Linked DNA regions of Mus musculus: all the other regions are linked to region 1. The links are chromatin contacts, called in public ChIA-PET, Hi-C, HiChIP or PLAC-seq and promoter capture Hi-C maps. All regions are on one chromosome and are shown on one strand. Each heading gives the region's core, a stretch centred on a gene start, on an enhancer-like site or on the middle of the called end of the contact. The rest is flanking DNA. Distances are from core to core; before and after follow the strand shown. Region 1 holds the start of Tor1b (torsin family 1, member B). Region 2 holds the start of Hmcn2 (hemicentin 2). Region 3 overlaps Hmcn2 (hemicentin 2). Region 4 overlaps Gm31585 (a long non-coding RNA gene). Region 5 overlaps Ptpa (protein phosphatase 2 protein activator).

Region 1 (2,700 bases), core at 16-2,515:
CACTGTCTCAGAAAGTATAAATAAAGAGAGGCTAGGCATTTAATCCCAGCCTTTGGAGGGCAGAGGTAGGTAGATCTCTGTGAGTTCCAGGCCTGCCAGACCTACACAGTAAAACTCAGTCAAATAAATAGCAGAAAGCAAAGCAGAGGCCAGATGGAGCACTTCAAGGCAGAGAAAGAAAAGCAGAGGCCAGAGCTACTGAGTAAAGTACCCCAGGCATATGATCAAAAATCGGTAGGTTTTCTTGCCTGGTACACCTTTATCTTCTGCTCATGAGGGAAGTGCAAAGTAGAGACGAACAGGTGGACAAAGTTACTCTTCAGGCCTTTTGGATAAAGGTTTTCAGCCACAATCTGGCTGATAAAATTCTTGCCCGTGCCAGCCCAGCCGTGCAAGGACAGAGTCAATGGTTTCTTGGAATTTTTGTTGTTCCTGAAGCCAGTCAATGCCTTGAGAATCACTTCGGTGGCAAGGTGCTGTCCAAACAGCTTCTCTTCCAAGTCCAGCTTGAGGGCTGCGGAGGCCCGCACCGGAACAAAGAGAAAAACACAGGTTAAAAAAGTACCTGAGTCAGAGGCACAGTTAGCGACTGATCCAGCAGGGCCAGAAGGGATGAAAAATGCAGAGATCTCACAGATCAGAGCCAGAATCATAAGGACCTACAGTCAGATCCTTAAGTGCCAGTTCTCCTTAACATCTAAATGTCAAACAAGCTACACAGATTCTTTCATCCAGGGAAGAACCATTTGGCGGCTGTGCTCCGGGCTAGCTTTCCCGCCACCCCTGATGGCTCGAAAAAAAAACAAACAAACAGCAAGAGCAACAGGCGGGCTTTCTGGATGGAGCTCCACGCCTGGCACCCCCTGGCGGGGCGCACCAGCTGGCCCCGTTGCGTTCAGTTCTCCAGGTGGTCATTGCAAGGCCTGCAAAGGTGTGGCGAGGTCCCGGCCGTGTGTGTCTCCCGCGGCGCCGCATCCAGCAGGAGCGGGAGCCAAGCTCCCAGTGCCCTCCCGCCCGCCCCGACCGGCCCGCGGGCACATACCCGACGTGTTGAGGGGCCGTTCCTCATGGCAGCACTCGGTGAAGCGGCAGTAGAAATCGGTATAGGACAGGTAGCCGGTGAGCGCCGACACGGCCCCGATGGCGATGCCCACGCTTACGGGCTCGAACGCCCCCGCCACGTGGGCGGCCAGCAGCGCCCACAGGGCCGTGGAGCCCCCAAACGCTCCGATTCGTCTCATCGCACGCAGGGAAGCACCGTGCGGCTGCGCTCCGAGCGCAGGATTCAGTCCCAGGGACTGAACTTCCGGTACGGCGCTGTCACTTCCGCTTAGCTAGAAAGCCGCCTTGTTGGAAAGGGGCGGGGAGATTATTGTCACCAACGTTGTGAGTGTCAGGAAACCCTCTAGAGACCATTAAAGGAATTTCATTCCTATCTTTTAGAGGTCCTGTTTGTTTGTTGGTTGGTTTGTTATACAAACACACACACACACACACACACACACACACAGGAGACGGAGAGAGGGAGAGAACGCAGAGATGGATCAGTTGTTAGGGGCACTGACTAGCTCTTCCTGAGGACCTGGGTTCACTTCCAAGCACCCACATTCCTGTTTTGTGACGGTCTCTAACCAGTTCCAGGGGTTCTGCCACTCTCTTTTGGCCTCTGTAAGCACTGCACACACACACACGGGACACAGACATACACGCAAGCAAAACAATCATACACACAACATAATAAAATTATTGGAAAATTATGCACACATAAAAATCAAAAGCCCAGATTGGGCTCCCAGCATCCACATCTGGTGGCTTATGATTGCCTGTACCTCCAGAACTTTTCCTCCGAGCTTTGTGGGCACCTCCACGTATACGGTGCTGTACAGAAGCTCAGGCGTGCACATACATATAAGATAATACATAAATAAATAAAATAATAATAATAATAATAGCAACAATAATGTGTGCTTGTTGTGAGAGAGACAGGGCTGAGCACTAGGGATGTAACGCACATAGGGACACCTGTGGGGGATTCACAAGGGAGACAGACATTTGTCTATGCGCATACCACACAGTGGGCCCCAGGTTGCCCGCTGGGAATTCATCCATGGAGTAGAGTTGGTCCTGCCTTTCAGGACACACAGGCTGTAGGGGAGGCAAGCAAGGGGACAAGGACTACTGAGTCATCAAAGTCCAGGTACTGTGGGGCAGGGAAAGCCTTTGCCTATGCTGAAGATTAGAGGTATTAATCAAAAACCGACGAAGTTGGTCATGCAGAAAACAAGCAGTGGTGTGGTTTATGTAAAGAGTAGAGTTTGTAAACAGCCCGTCTGAAATGTGTGATTACTCCTCCACACGCCTTCATTATATCAACTTGATATAGAATTTGAAGCCACAGGCTTTTTTCCTTTTTGTTTGTTTGTTTGTTTGGGTGTTTTGTTTTGTTTTGTTTTTGGGACAGGGTTTCTCTGCGGAGCCCTGGCTGTCCTTGAACTCACTCTGTAGACCAGGCTGGCCTCGAACTCAGAAATCCGCCTGCCTCTGCCTCCCAAGTGCTGGGATTAAAGGTGTGCGCCACCACCGCCTGGCTGCCACAGGCTTTTAATAGGGACAATACAGCCAACTTGAAGATCATTCCCCAAGGAAATAGATTGTCCATACATACTTGGTCCAGACTTTGCCAAACTTGGTTGAGTTCCT
Region 2 (2,700 bases), core at 181-2,680, 360 kb before region 1:
GCTCTCAGGAGTAAGGCAGGCATAGAGAGGAGCTCAGATCCTTGCTTCTCTCCTACTTCAGTGTAATGCAGAAATGTTTTCATTTTTAAAAAAAGTTGAGAAAAGTAGTTAGGGTTGAGGCTGTGGGGGACATCTCTCCCCGGGGTGCAGGGGACTTTTGGTGGTGAGGCTTCGGGGAGCATATTCAACCCTGAGCTAACAGGGTGACTGCGGGGGGGGGGGGGGGAGCGGGGAATCAGCAGGTGTCAGGGAGCCATGCTTTGCTGGGAAATTTCACTCTGCTGAAGTAGGCAGGCAAAAGGGAACCGGCAACAGGCTGTTACTATCAGCCAGGGGTTCCACAAAGGGCTGCAGTTCCCCCTGAAAGCCATGTCCTGGCTTCTCACATGCAAGCTGGGAGAGGACTCTAAAACAAACAAACAAACAAACAAACAAACAAACAGCACCTAAAATCTTACAGGCAGTCGGCACAGAGCTTGCCTAGTGTGCATGGGCCCCAGGTTCAATCCCCAGCACCGGATAAAGGGGCTATGTTAGTGCAGGTCTGCGATCCCAGCGCTCTAGAAGCTGAGGCCGGAGGATCAGAAGTTCAGAGTCATTCTCCACTACACAGAACACTGGGAGACCAGCCTGAGCTACAGGAGATCTGCCTCACAAAGGGGAAGGAAAGGAGGAGAAAGGGGAGAGAGAGGGAAGGAGGAAGAAAGGGCAGGCAGGCAAAATAAAATCGAGAACCAAAAACCTCACAGGTTCCTGGCACCTACTGCCAACATCCCCACACATGTTCCCACTTCACAAATGGAGAGGGTGAGACTCAGAAGCTTTTGGTCGCCTGCTAGAAATTTGTAACCTCAGTGCCAACCTGGGGATGCAGGAGAGGGCGTGGCCAGGCAAGGGAAATGTGCCAGAAGATGCTAAGGTTCTGCTTATTGCTGTGCGCCAGGCAAGGCTGGACGAGCAGCAGGGGTGAGGGGTGGAGAGGACAGGACACCAAAGCATGACACCTCGAGGACTTGGGGGGAAGGAGGGAACCTCGAGAGCCGCGCGGTGGGGAGACCTTGAGAACGGCCGGCGAGGGGCTCTACCTGGGTCGTGGAAAGGCACCAGCGCATAGTTGGCGATGACCCGGCTGCGGCTGCTCAGGCTGCGCTCCAGAATGCGCGAGGCGCCGTCGATCACCTGCATCAGGTCATCCCACATGGAGCCGGTGACATCGAAGACGAAGGCTAGGGTGGCGTCTCCTGTGGCGGGGGACAGCGTCTTCGTGGGCGCGTCAGACGTGACCACCGCCGCCACTGCTGTAGAGATCGCCACGAGCAGCGGCAGGAGCTGCGCCCCAGGCGTCATGGTGAGCCGGAGGCTGCAGCCCTGATGGGACCCGCAGGTCGCAGTGAGAGATGGCAGTGCAGTCTCGCTCTAGCGGGTTCACCGGACAGGGGCGCGGCGGGGTTCCCCTGGTGGGAGCCCGAGGCGGTCCCTAATGCCCACCCCGCCTCTCGCACCCCTCCCCCGCGCCCCGCGGCGTGACTCAAACTTTCCCAGCCCCTCGGCTCTCTGGTCCAGCCCCGAGGTTAGAGGAGGACGCAAGGCAGAAGGCAGGAGGGAGGTGGGGCCACGGCCAAGGGCGAGGGATGAGGGTGCGGGAATCCGCGGACACCTGCAAGCCCTTCTGCGGGGGCGGAGAGGCCACAGGAGCAATCCAAGCCTGGCTCAGACAGGCTTTGCACTCACTGCTACCTCTATCAGTGGTTCTGAGCCTCCCCAATATTGTAATTATTCTTGTCAAAATCAACAAACCTAAGCCTGGCGTTCACTATGGCCTCGGCATCCCACAGATAAAGTCTGGAAACTTACGGTAATCCTTGGGGAAGATACTAAGACCAAACGTATTTGATGCAAGACTCGGCGATGAGCCCATTACTGAATGGTGTAGGCAGCATCTGAAGCCAAATATAGAAGGACCCCAAGTCCCTCAGGCTCTTCCGTCTCCCCTGAGTATTGTAAGACATCATTACAGGTCATATGGGGACTCCACAGGATTGGGCACACACTCCTCTGGTCACCTGTCCAAGCGGACTCATGGATTGCATATGAAGTGGCTGCGGCACCTGTTAGGGGCTGCCTGGGCTGGGTTCAACCATCCTTTGATGGTTCCTCTGCCAGCTGGGTGGGAGGTGCTGCCTCTGCCAGTGGGCCAAATGAGGATGTCCTCTGCACAATCAGGTTGGGGGTGCTCTCTCTCTGCCATTGGGCTGTTGGGGTACTCATCATTGGCTGGGCAGAATGCTCCATTCACCATTGGGCTGGCCAGAGGTGTTTCCCTCCATTCTGTTGCAGCCCTTCACTCTCCCAGGCGGTACACTCCCAGTGGTTTCTGTCCTTACAGACCAAGAGCCCCTTGGAGTGAAGAGTGTGCCTTAGCGTCCACCCCACCACAGGGTGGTGACTCATTAGATGTTGCTTGACTGGAGGGGGCAGCTTTGGCAAGCATGTTTGATTTCTTAGGGTCTTTTCTGTGTACAACACCCTGGGTGAAGTCAGAGAAACCCTGGACATAGCTGAGAGCTCTGGGCTATAGAGGCGACACTCTCTTGACCCTTCCTCTGTAAACACCTCAGCCAGGAGCAAAGCCACTCCACACTGTCTCTTCTCCTTTGGACCAGCCTCAGTTCCTCCATCTTTGAGGCTGCTGGGACCACT
Region 3 (2,700 bases), core at 146-2,645, 500 kb before region 1:
CATCAGGATCCAGGCCCCGAGCCACCTGGGTCATTGTGAGTAGCTCCCCTGCAAGCCGTCCCCACCCATTCCGGAGTCAGCGCAGGGGCAGCCTGGGCTCGTCAGGCCCTGCCCCCAGCCGTCTGCAAGAAGACCATGCTCACCTGTAGAAAATTCCATCTGTGACTCCTGCTGGAAGCTGCCACCCGTCAGAGAGTAGCCATTTAAGGCCTCTCCGCTCTCTCTAGCCAGGGCCCAGTAGATGGGGGCAATCGTGACCACCAGCACCCGCATTAGAGGCCCTGGATGTAGCAGAACACAGAGGCCATGTTAGGACTGGAGTCTCGGGGCAGCGATGCTGCTCACGATCCCTCTGTGGCTCCCCCTTCTCTCAGCCTTTCCCTCCCTGGCCGTGCTTGGCCTGGCGACTACACATGCCAGTTGTTTAGCAGACCCCAGGAGATAGCAAAATATACTTTATGGAGCAGCTAGAAAAGCAAATATTATAAAGAAATGCATGGGATGTGATATTTAGCCAGGTTCAACAGAACCAGATAGATGGTCCCCATGGCTCTGGGGGGTGGGGGGCACAGTCTGTCACTATGTGCTGGCTGGGTTGATGATCAACTAACTTGTGGACAACTTCTGCAAGCACCTGGGAGAGGAAAGAGTGTTCTGAGCCTTTGACTGCCCTAGGTAACATCTGGACCTCTTAGGACTAGGAGAGGTCACAGACCGGGTCAGGGGGGCACCGCCCACTCACAGCTTCCTCAGGGTCAGAGACAGTGGTGGCACCTAATGGGGTGACAGGAGGGAGCTAGAGCCCTTGTGGGCAACAGAACCTGTCCAGCTCCTCAGAGCCTCTGTCCCATTACAGTCAAGCTCACTGGGCCTGGGTCTAGACGTTTCCCCATGGCTCCCACAGCTGGAAGCAGCGGCCACAACTAGGCGGCATTTTGTTTAAATTAGTCTCTGTCGACAGACAGCGGCTTCAAGTCTGGCAGGTAAAGCCCCTGACCTGGGGCTGGAGAGATGTCTCCATTAAGGGCATTTGTTTTTCTTACAGAGAATCTGGGCTCAACTTCCAGCACCCACATAGTGGCTCACAACCATCTGTAACTCAAGTTGTAGAGGACCTGACAGTCTTTTCTGGCCTCTGCAGGCACCAGGCATGCACATGGTTGTACATACATGTATGCAGACAAAACACTTGTACATGTAAAATAAAAGCAAATGATTCTAAAACAAAGCAAACCCCTCCCCCCAACCAAACCAAACCAAAACCAAAACAAAACAAGTTAACAACTGAGGCCATGTGTGGCTCTGAAGAACTGCTCCTAGTGAGAACTTATCTCTGCCTTTCCTTGCACTGGGTCCTTGGAAGGGGAGGGGCCTTGGGTCCTTTACGCAGGCTTGCCAAGACAGGGCCTGTGAGCCACCTGCATATTCTCTGCTCAAGACATCCTGTTTCTTAAATCTGTGATTCAAAGCAGATGCATGCCTCTTCCTCCTCCTCCTCTTCTACCTCCTCCTCTTCCTCTCTCTGTTCCTCCTCTTCCTCCTCCTCATCTTCCCTTTCTTCCCCCTCCTTTTTCTCCTGCTCTTCCTCCTCTTCCTCCTCCTTCTCCTTTCTTTTTGATTTTTTTTTTTTTTGAGACAGGGTTTCTCTGCATAGCCCTGAGTACCCTGGAATTCACTCTGTAGATCTGGCTGGCCTCAAACTCTGAGATCCACCTGCCTCTGCCCAGCGTCCCAAGTGCTAGGATTAAAGAAAGCCGTGTGCCACTACGCCAGGCTGCCTCCTGCTTATTAGATGACGGAATTCTGAATCTTTCCTGCTGTCTGTCCCCTCCAGCTCGTGTCTGTTAATCAATTCTTCACTTTTCTATCGGCTTCCATCGGTGAGGGGCTCCCCGAGTGTAAGTGTCATCCCCATCGTCCTCTGAGCTCCTGATGCAGTACCCTGCTCATACCCACCCTCTCCCTGTCTAATTTTAAATGCAGTGACTTTGTTTGGTGATAGTGGGGGTGGGAGCCTGTGAGCTGGAGAGGGCTTTGGCTCTTCAAGGTAGTCCTATCTCCAGGTACTAGGCCTTGAACAAGCCTTTTCTAGGTCCAGCAGGTGTCCCAGCGCCCCTCCCCCTCCCCACATACCCACACTTGCTGGGACTTGACTGATGCTGCTCCAGATGGTTGGAGCCTCAGAGCTGCCCTGCTGTAGCACACTGATGTTGAGAGTAGCCATTCCAAATTCCTGACCATTGATGACTCCAGTCATGCTGCCCCGGCTGCCCCGGGGCTCCCCTGTGGAGCAGAAGACAAACAATAGTGACACATGCTAACTACCCACTCTGAGGCCCCATTCAAAGGTGTCAACACTGCTACTCTTTCATCAAATTGGAGATTGAGGCTCAGAAAGGCACAGTGTCCAAAGACACACAGCTAATAGGTAACAGACTCAAAAGCACAGAAGATCTTGGCTCAAAAATAAAGGAGACTCTGTCTGGGGAGAGGGCTCAGCCAGTGAGGTGCTTGTCGTGCAAGCACGAGTGCCTGAGCTTGGTCCCCAGAGCCCACATAGAAATGCCGGCCATAGTGGTATATGCTTGGGGTCCTGGTGCTGGCGAGGCAGAGACAGCAGAGGGAGAGGTGGAACCCTGGGGCTCATCAGCTAACCTGCTTAACCTGGGCTCAGTGAAAGATCCTCTCTCAAAAACAAGA
Region 4 (2,700 bases), core at 6-2,505, 400 kb after region 1:
CATTCCTTAGGACACAGAGGAAGTCAGTAGCTGAAAGGCCTTATGCAGTCTCCCGGCCTCACACCCAGCCCTTTGTCCACTGAGCAAATTTAAGATGCAGGGAGGGGCTGGAGAGGTTGCTCAGTGGTAGAACACTGGCTGCTTATGTCGAGGACCTGGCTTTGTTTCTCAGCACCCACATGGGGCTCAGAACGACCTGGAACTACAGTTCCAGGGGATCTGATGCCCTCTTCTGGCCTCTGAGGGCACCAGGCATCCATATGATACACAGACATACATGCAATCACACACTCGTAAAACAGAAACAAATCTTGAAAACAGAAGAGTCTGTTTGTCATGATAGTCAAAGTGCGGCATAGTGGACTGTGCCAGCAGAGGACTCCCACCCACTGGGAAAGACATCTCCACAAATCATGGTTGCTGGAAGAGGAAAGCCAGGGACAGGAAACAACCTGTGACTCTCAAGGCTGCAAGCACTGAGGAGGGGGGACTCATCTAGGAGCCAAACTCCTAGTCCCCCTGCCATGGGTCCTTAGAGCCAGGAGCACCCCTTATGGGACTGCCAGCCCATCAGCTCTTCACACCTGTCATCAGTTCCAGAAGAGAATGAAATGTCAGGCATGGGGAAGGGCAAGGGGCGGTGACTGCTTCACAGGTACAGAGCCTCACATTCGGGGACATGAGCCACTTCCCTTTCTTTTGACAATTTGATGTTAAAATTTTATAATCATAGCCAGGTGTTGTAGCAAACACCTTTAATCCCAGTGCTTGGGGTGCAGAGGCAGGCGGATCTCTGAGTTCTAGGCCAGCCTGGTCTACAGAGTGAGTTCCAGGACAGCCAGGGCTACACAGTGAAACTCTGTCCCAAAAGAAAAAAAAAAATTACAATCATTAAAATGTATCTGGAGAGGAGAGCACACGTCATACCACAGTCCCTGTGGAGAGGCCAGAGGACAACAAGCAGGAATGGTTTCTCTCCTTCCACCATGTGTGTTCCAGGGCCGGAATTCAGGTCCCAGGCTTGGCAGCAAGCACTTTTATCCACTGAGCCATCTAGTCAGCCCTTCAGTTCTTTTTATTTTGGTAAAATACACATAACACAAAAGTTACTCTTTGAGCCACATTGAGTCTGCAGTTCAAGGTGTTTAATCCACACTTGACTTTTTGAAAACAGAACCTCCTGCCTCCACATCCTGCCCAGGCAGGCCCGGGGAGGGCTGAGCAAGACAATCGCTTGGCTGAGCAGTGAGGAAAAGGAAACAGGAAGGGTCCGGAAGGAAGCGGCTTCCCAGCAGCCTGCTCAGCCCCACCCAAGTCCTGACCAGCCTCAGCCTCCTCCAGGAAGAGTCACCATGCCTCACCTCAACAACAGCTGGGGCTTGCCCCCACCCGCCCCCGCCCCCACCCCCGCCCGCCCCCGCCCCCTCCAAGCAGGAAGCATGAGAAACTTCCCTGGCCTCCACTCTAGTCAAAAGGCAGGTATGGTCAACTTGAAGAGTCCAAGGTTCTCATCCATAAAGTGGGGAGCAGGTGAGAGCTGGATTCCCCAGCCATTCTGAGAGCTTATGTAAAGCAAGCTTGGAGATGCTACCAAGCAGCTTCCGGTGCCAGCGGCATCCCGTGTCAACAGCTTCCGGTGTCAGCGGCTGCTAGCGATGTCACGTCACGGCTGTCATTCTGGCATCTTGTGTGTCCTGGCCGTGGGTCTCGTCAGCATCCCTAGACCAAGTCCTTGAGCTTCAGTAGAAATTCACAGGGTTCACCATGACTCTGGGACCAGCTCATGGCTAGCTCTGTGGCCAAACAAGACACAAGACTGTGAGGGACAAGAGGGGACAGGCAAGGCCTCTGTGCTCTGCCAGACTAATAAACAATAAGTACATTCAGGTGCTTGGGAAGGGTCAGTCAAGCTTCCTGGGGACATGAATGAAGGCGGACAGACAGAAAGATCCAGAGTGGAACCACCGGGCAAAGGCCAGGAGGTGACAAACACCGTGGAATATACAGGAAACAGGACGCAAAGGGAAAGGGTAGGAGAGGGAAGGGTCTGGGGGAGACCAGCGGGTGGGCAGATCAGGGTTTGTGTGTGGCCCAGCGCCATTTTGGCTTTCCTTGTAGGTAGAAGAGGCTGCAGGAATACTTTAGAGTGCTGGCCTATGGTCAGAGGAGACCTGAAGTGTGCAGGCACCACCTCAGGCAGGCATCGTGGGAGAAAGACTTGGAAGAGAAAGAGGCTTCTAAGTGGGTGGGGGGAGCTGGAGAGGTGAACTGGTTAGCAGAACAATGTCCCAAGCGTAACCCCTGGGGCACACAGATGGCTTGTTTCACAGCAGAGAGGAACAGAGGCAGCTCACCAGCCTTTGAGCCGGGGGTTTCTTCTAGTTCATCCGAGTGACTGAGGGACTCTGAGATGGGAAAGCAGGTAACTGAAGAGCAAGCAGGGCCAAAGATCAGGAAGGTAGTCAGGGGGTGGGCTCTCTGCTTGGAGAAAGGTAAGGAGGCTGACCCTTACACACACACACACACACACACACACACACACACACACACACACACGGGGGGGGGGGAACAGAAATAGAAAGAGACTGCAGAAAGAACCCACTGCTAACACACACATACAAGGGGGGGGGACAGAAACAGAAAGAGACTGCAGAAAGAACCCACTGCTAACACACACACACATACACACACAGAGACACA
Region 5 (2,700 bases), core at 66-2,565, 510 kb after region 1:
CAGCTGGCCTTGGGTTTGAATTCAAGTGTGGTGGACACTGGAGACACGGCTTTGGGCAACCAAGGATGTAGCAAAGTGACCGAGCTGCGGCTCCTCTTCCTGCCTTTGTGCAAAGTCTCCAGGACAGCAGAAAGGCTCCCACTCATAGGCTCGCCTGGTGTCTAGGGAGTCACTGCCCAGCTGTACTCAGCCCTAGCATAACAGACCAGAAGGTGGGCTAAGGACAAAGAGGGCTACTTCTAACAAGGGCAGATGTAAGGTTCAATGTGAGCCTCGTCTTTGGGCCGGCAGGAGTGCAGAGCAGCTGTAGAAGGCTGACATCTGGTTCTTGTTCAGCCTGTGCCAGGTCCTAGGACCTGTGCCCAGCAGGTTCAGGAGACACATACACATCACAGTGACAACACAGCATGTGTTCTGAACCAGGTCTAGACTCAGGGTTACCAGTGCCACTTGTGATTATACCCATTTTCTAGATGAGGGTGCTGGGTGGGGTCCAGAGTAGCTCAGAAACCTACCCACAAACTTGCCATTAGGAGTGAGCCAGGGGGATGGCTGGGATTTGAACCCTCTTGCCTGCTTTAGTCATTGTCACATATCCCATCCCCAGAAAGTCAACTGGTAATGGGCTTTCCCAGGAGCCCAGGGCAGCTTTCATAGCTAGGCTATCCCCAGGAAGGGGAGTGTTATGTTAACAGTCAGGAAACCTAGCAAAGCCAAGGGCCAGGGAACAAAGCCAGCATGAAGATGGACACAGGTCCCCCAGGGCCTAGGATGGTACCTTGAGAAGACCAGCCTCATCATCCATGGCCCCTACAAACCACCCTCCTGAGGAACAAAACCACCTGCTGAGGAACAGTCACTCAGACATGTCAGGAAAAGATGTCTCACACAGGGGACAGGTGTAAAACAGAGGCTTTAATCCAAATAGCAAGGAAGGCGCAGGGCTGGGGACGCAGGGACAGGGAAGGGAGCCAGGAAGGCAGTGGCCTGGCCCTGGAAGGAAGCTGGCACTGGGCTTTTCCTGGGGAACTGCCTGTGACTCTGATGACTTCAATCCCCGCTCTGCCCAGACCATAGTTAATTCCTGGCCAAGCCCCTGAGTTGTGCTTCTCAGTGTCCACTCCACAAAGCTAAGCGGGCACAAACACAGGATGGGCAGTGAAGAAGGGCAGGCCCAAGTGGGACAGGAAAGCCTGCAGGTTCCAGTTCAGCCACACGCTGAGAGAAAACTGGTGACTGTGGCTAGGTCCCCTTAGCAGCCCTACCCATTCTGAGTCTATGCCTAGGCCCAGGCCAGCACTTCCCTCATCTCACAGAGGGAAGTGGGAGGAGGGGGCTGCTACCTTCTTTGCTCTCCCACACGAGCCACAAACCGACCCAAGGGAGCGGAGCAGCAAGCCAAGGCCTCGGGGGAAGCTTCAGACACTCAGCAGGCAGAGGCAGCAGAATCAGCAGGCCTGAGACTGACTGGAGAAAACTAGGTTCTCCACAGACACAACAGTCCTACTGCCTCCCGGAGTCTCTTCCTCTCCCTGCTTGACAGCTCTGGAAAGTCAGATCTCACCCAAGCAATGGGCTTTCCCAGGAGCCCAGGGCAGCTTCCATAGCTAGGCTATCCCCAGGAAGGGGAGTGTTATGTTAACAGTCAGGAAACCTAGCAAAGCCAAGGGCCAGGGAACAAAGCCAGCATGAGGATGGACACAGGTCCCCCAGGGCCTAGGATGGTACCTTGAGAAGACCAGCCTCATCATCCATGGCCCCTACAAACCAACCTCCCCCAACCCCAGCCCTCCCAACAGCTGATGACAGCCTCACCCTTCAGCTCCATAGCAGATACCCAGTGGAACACAGCTAGCGGGGAACCCACCAGCCGGCCCTGGAGGCACGGAACTCCTGCTCTTAATGAGGGAACCATTACATCATGGGGAGGAAAGGGGGAGCAATGACAAGAGCAGGGTGTCCTTGTCTCCTCCACATGGGCCTGACCGTGGGAGGAAGCAGGAGCACAGGGATGGGCAGGGCCGGGGACCACGTCCAGGCCCCTCTCTTCTTACTCGGCCACCAGACGGAGGACAGTCAAAAACTGGGCACACTGTGGTCAATTCCCCCAACTCAGGCCCTGCTTAGCACCCATCTCAGTAAACAGCCTCTCATCAAACAGAAAGAACAGAAGGTGGGCGGGAGGGGTGCTGGGTCACAGAGAGCACAGGAACCTGGCCAGGGTGGCTCTGGTAGTTCAGCCTCTCCTAGCCTGATGTGACGGGATGGATGGGCAGCAGGCTCCCGAACTTGAAGTGCTGGATCACAGGGAACTTCTCCAGGCACTGAGAAAGGAGGGGAAAACCAGGGAGGTGAGGCCTGTCTCGCCTCCTGCATCCCCAGTAACCCAGACAAACATGAGGTTTCCAACTGCAGCCACCTCCACGGGAATCCACCTGTGCTGGAGAGCAGCCCCCGGCCTAGGAGGAAGGTGATCTCGTTCACCTCATCCCCACCTCCCACTCAAAGGCACCCATACTCAGCAGAAGCCAAGACAGGCAGCTAAGAGACATCACTTGACCCAGAAGGGATGAGCCATAAGAAATGACAAAGGTCCCCCCACCCCCACCCGAATCCTGACCCTAGCAGTATAGGGACATCTGAACACAACTGAGAAGAGGCTAGGGCCTACTTTCTGTAGTCTTTGGCCTCAAAGACATC

The links. Promoter capture Hi-C pulls out the DNA fragments that hold promoters and counts their contacts. Hi-C and Micro-C count contacts between places; a contact is called where the count stands out from the background. ChIA-PET counts read pairs in DNA pulled down with a chosen protein or histone mark. HiChIP or PLAC-seq counts read pairs in DNA pulled down with a chosen protein or histone mark.
Region 2: a promoter capture Hi-C map of stem cell-derived epiblast-like cells shows a contact between it and region 1, with 5 times the contacts expected there. The contact joins the promoter of Hmcn2 here to the promoter of Tor1b in region 1. A contact is called at or near these places in 6 of 39 promoter capture datasets (the 3T3-L1 cell line, cranial neural crest, frontonasal cranial neural crest and 3 more), 1 of 115 datasets of contacts at active chromatin or transcription factors (large pre-B cells) and 1 of 9 other capture datasets (liver).
Region 3: a Hi-C map of CD4 T cells shows a contact between it and region 1, with 6 times the contacts expected there. The contact joins the enhancer-like site here to the promoter of Tor1b in region 1. A contact is called at or near these places in 2 of 39 promoter capture datasets (cranial neural crest and pre-B cells), 2 of 484 Hi-C or Micro-C datasets (CD4 T cells and liver) and 1 of 115 datasets of contacts at active chromatin or transcription factors (hepatocytes).
Region 4: a contact with region 1 is called in an RNA polymerase II ChIA-PET map of memory CD8 T cells, with 6 read pairs. The contact joins the enhancer-like site here to the promoter of Tor1b in region 1. A contact is called at or near these places in 4 of 39 promoter capture datasets (cranial neural crest, hippocampal neurons, liver and 1 more), 1 of 484 Hi-C or Micro-C datasets (pre-B cells) and 4 of 115 datasets of contacts at active chromatin or transcription factors (cardiomyocytes, fibro-adipogenic progenitors, large pre-B cells and 1 more).
Region 5: an H3K4me3 HiChIP or PLAC-seq map of bone marrow-derived macrophages shows a contact between it and region 1, with 3 times the contacts expected there. The contact joins the enhancer-like site here to the promoter of Tor1b in region 1. A contact is called at or near these places in 8 of 39 promoter capture datasets (cranial neural crest, embryonic stem cells, frontonasal cranial neural crest and 4 more), 2 of 15 datasets of contacts at CTCF or cohesin (embryonic stem cells and large pre-B cells), 30 of 484 Hi-C or Micro-C datasets (the AML12 cell line, the C10 cell line, CD8 T cells and 24 more), 30 of 115 datasets of contacts at active chromatin or transcription factors (the NIH/3T3 cell line, VIP interneurons, acute myeloid leukemia and 25 more) and 4 of 9 other capture datasets (adipose tissue, embryonic tail, liver and 1 more).

What each region holds. Positions count from the first base shown.
Region 1 is chr2:30,951,566-30,954,265 of GRCm38.p6, reverse strand. Tor1b (torsin family 1, member B) reads right to left here and starts at 1,265. Exons shown (of 5, transcript NM_133673.3): 1 at 1,043-1,265; 2 at 249-514. The coding sequence starts at 1,241.
Region 2 is chr2:31,313,062-31,315,761 of GRCm38.p6, reverse strand. Hmcn2 (hemicentin 2) reads right to left here and starts at 1,430. Exons shown (of 98, transcript NM_001370902.1): 1 at 1,086-1,430. The coding sequence starts at 1,347.
Region 3 is chr2:31,450,391-31,453,090 of GRCm38.p6, reverse strand. It overlaps Hmcn2 (hemicentin 2), which reads right to left. Exons shown (of 98, transcript NM_001370902.1): 87 at 2,134-2,283; 88 at 144-281; 89 at 1-48. Among named protein-coding and RNA genes, the nearest start is that of Ass1, 19 kb to the left of the region's middle. Within about 2 kb of position 1,395, at least 30 of the 459 cell types and tissues checked have an H3K27ac peak or open chromatin away from gene starts, as enhancers often do. A contact at or near this core is called in pre-B cells, where this site is marked.
Region 4 is chr2:30,546,571-30,549,270 of GRCm38.p6, reverse strand. Gm31585 (a long non-coding RNA gene) reads right to left here. Exons shown (of 3, transcript XR_374225.3): 2 at 2,355-2,426; 3 at 1,427-1,793. Among named protein-coding and RNA genes, the nearest start is that of Gm31585, 3.4 kb to the right of the region's middle. Within about 2 kb of position 1,255, at least 72 of the 459 cell types and tissues checked have an H3K27ac peak or open chromatin away from gene starts, as enhancers often do. A contact at or near this core is called in memory CD8 T cells and pre-B cells, where this site is marked.
Region 5 is chr2:30,446,001-30,448,700 of GRCm38.p6, reverse strand. Ptpa (protein phosphatase 2 protein activator) reads right to left here. Exons shown (of 10, transcript NM_138748.5): 10 at 894-2,324. The coding sequence ends at 2,247. Among named protein-coding and RNA genes, the nearest start is that of Ier5l, 27 kb to the left of the region's middle. Within about 2 kb of position 1,315, at least 66 of the 459 cell types and tissues checked have an H3K27ac peak or open chromatin away from gene starts, as enhancers often do. A contact at or near this core is called in the CH12 cell line, adipose tissue, bone marrow-derived dendritic cells and 6 more, where this site is marked.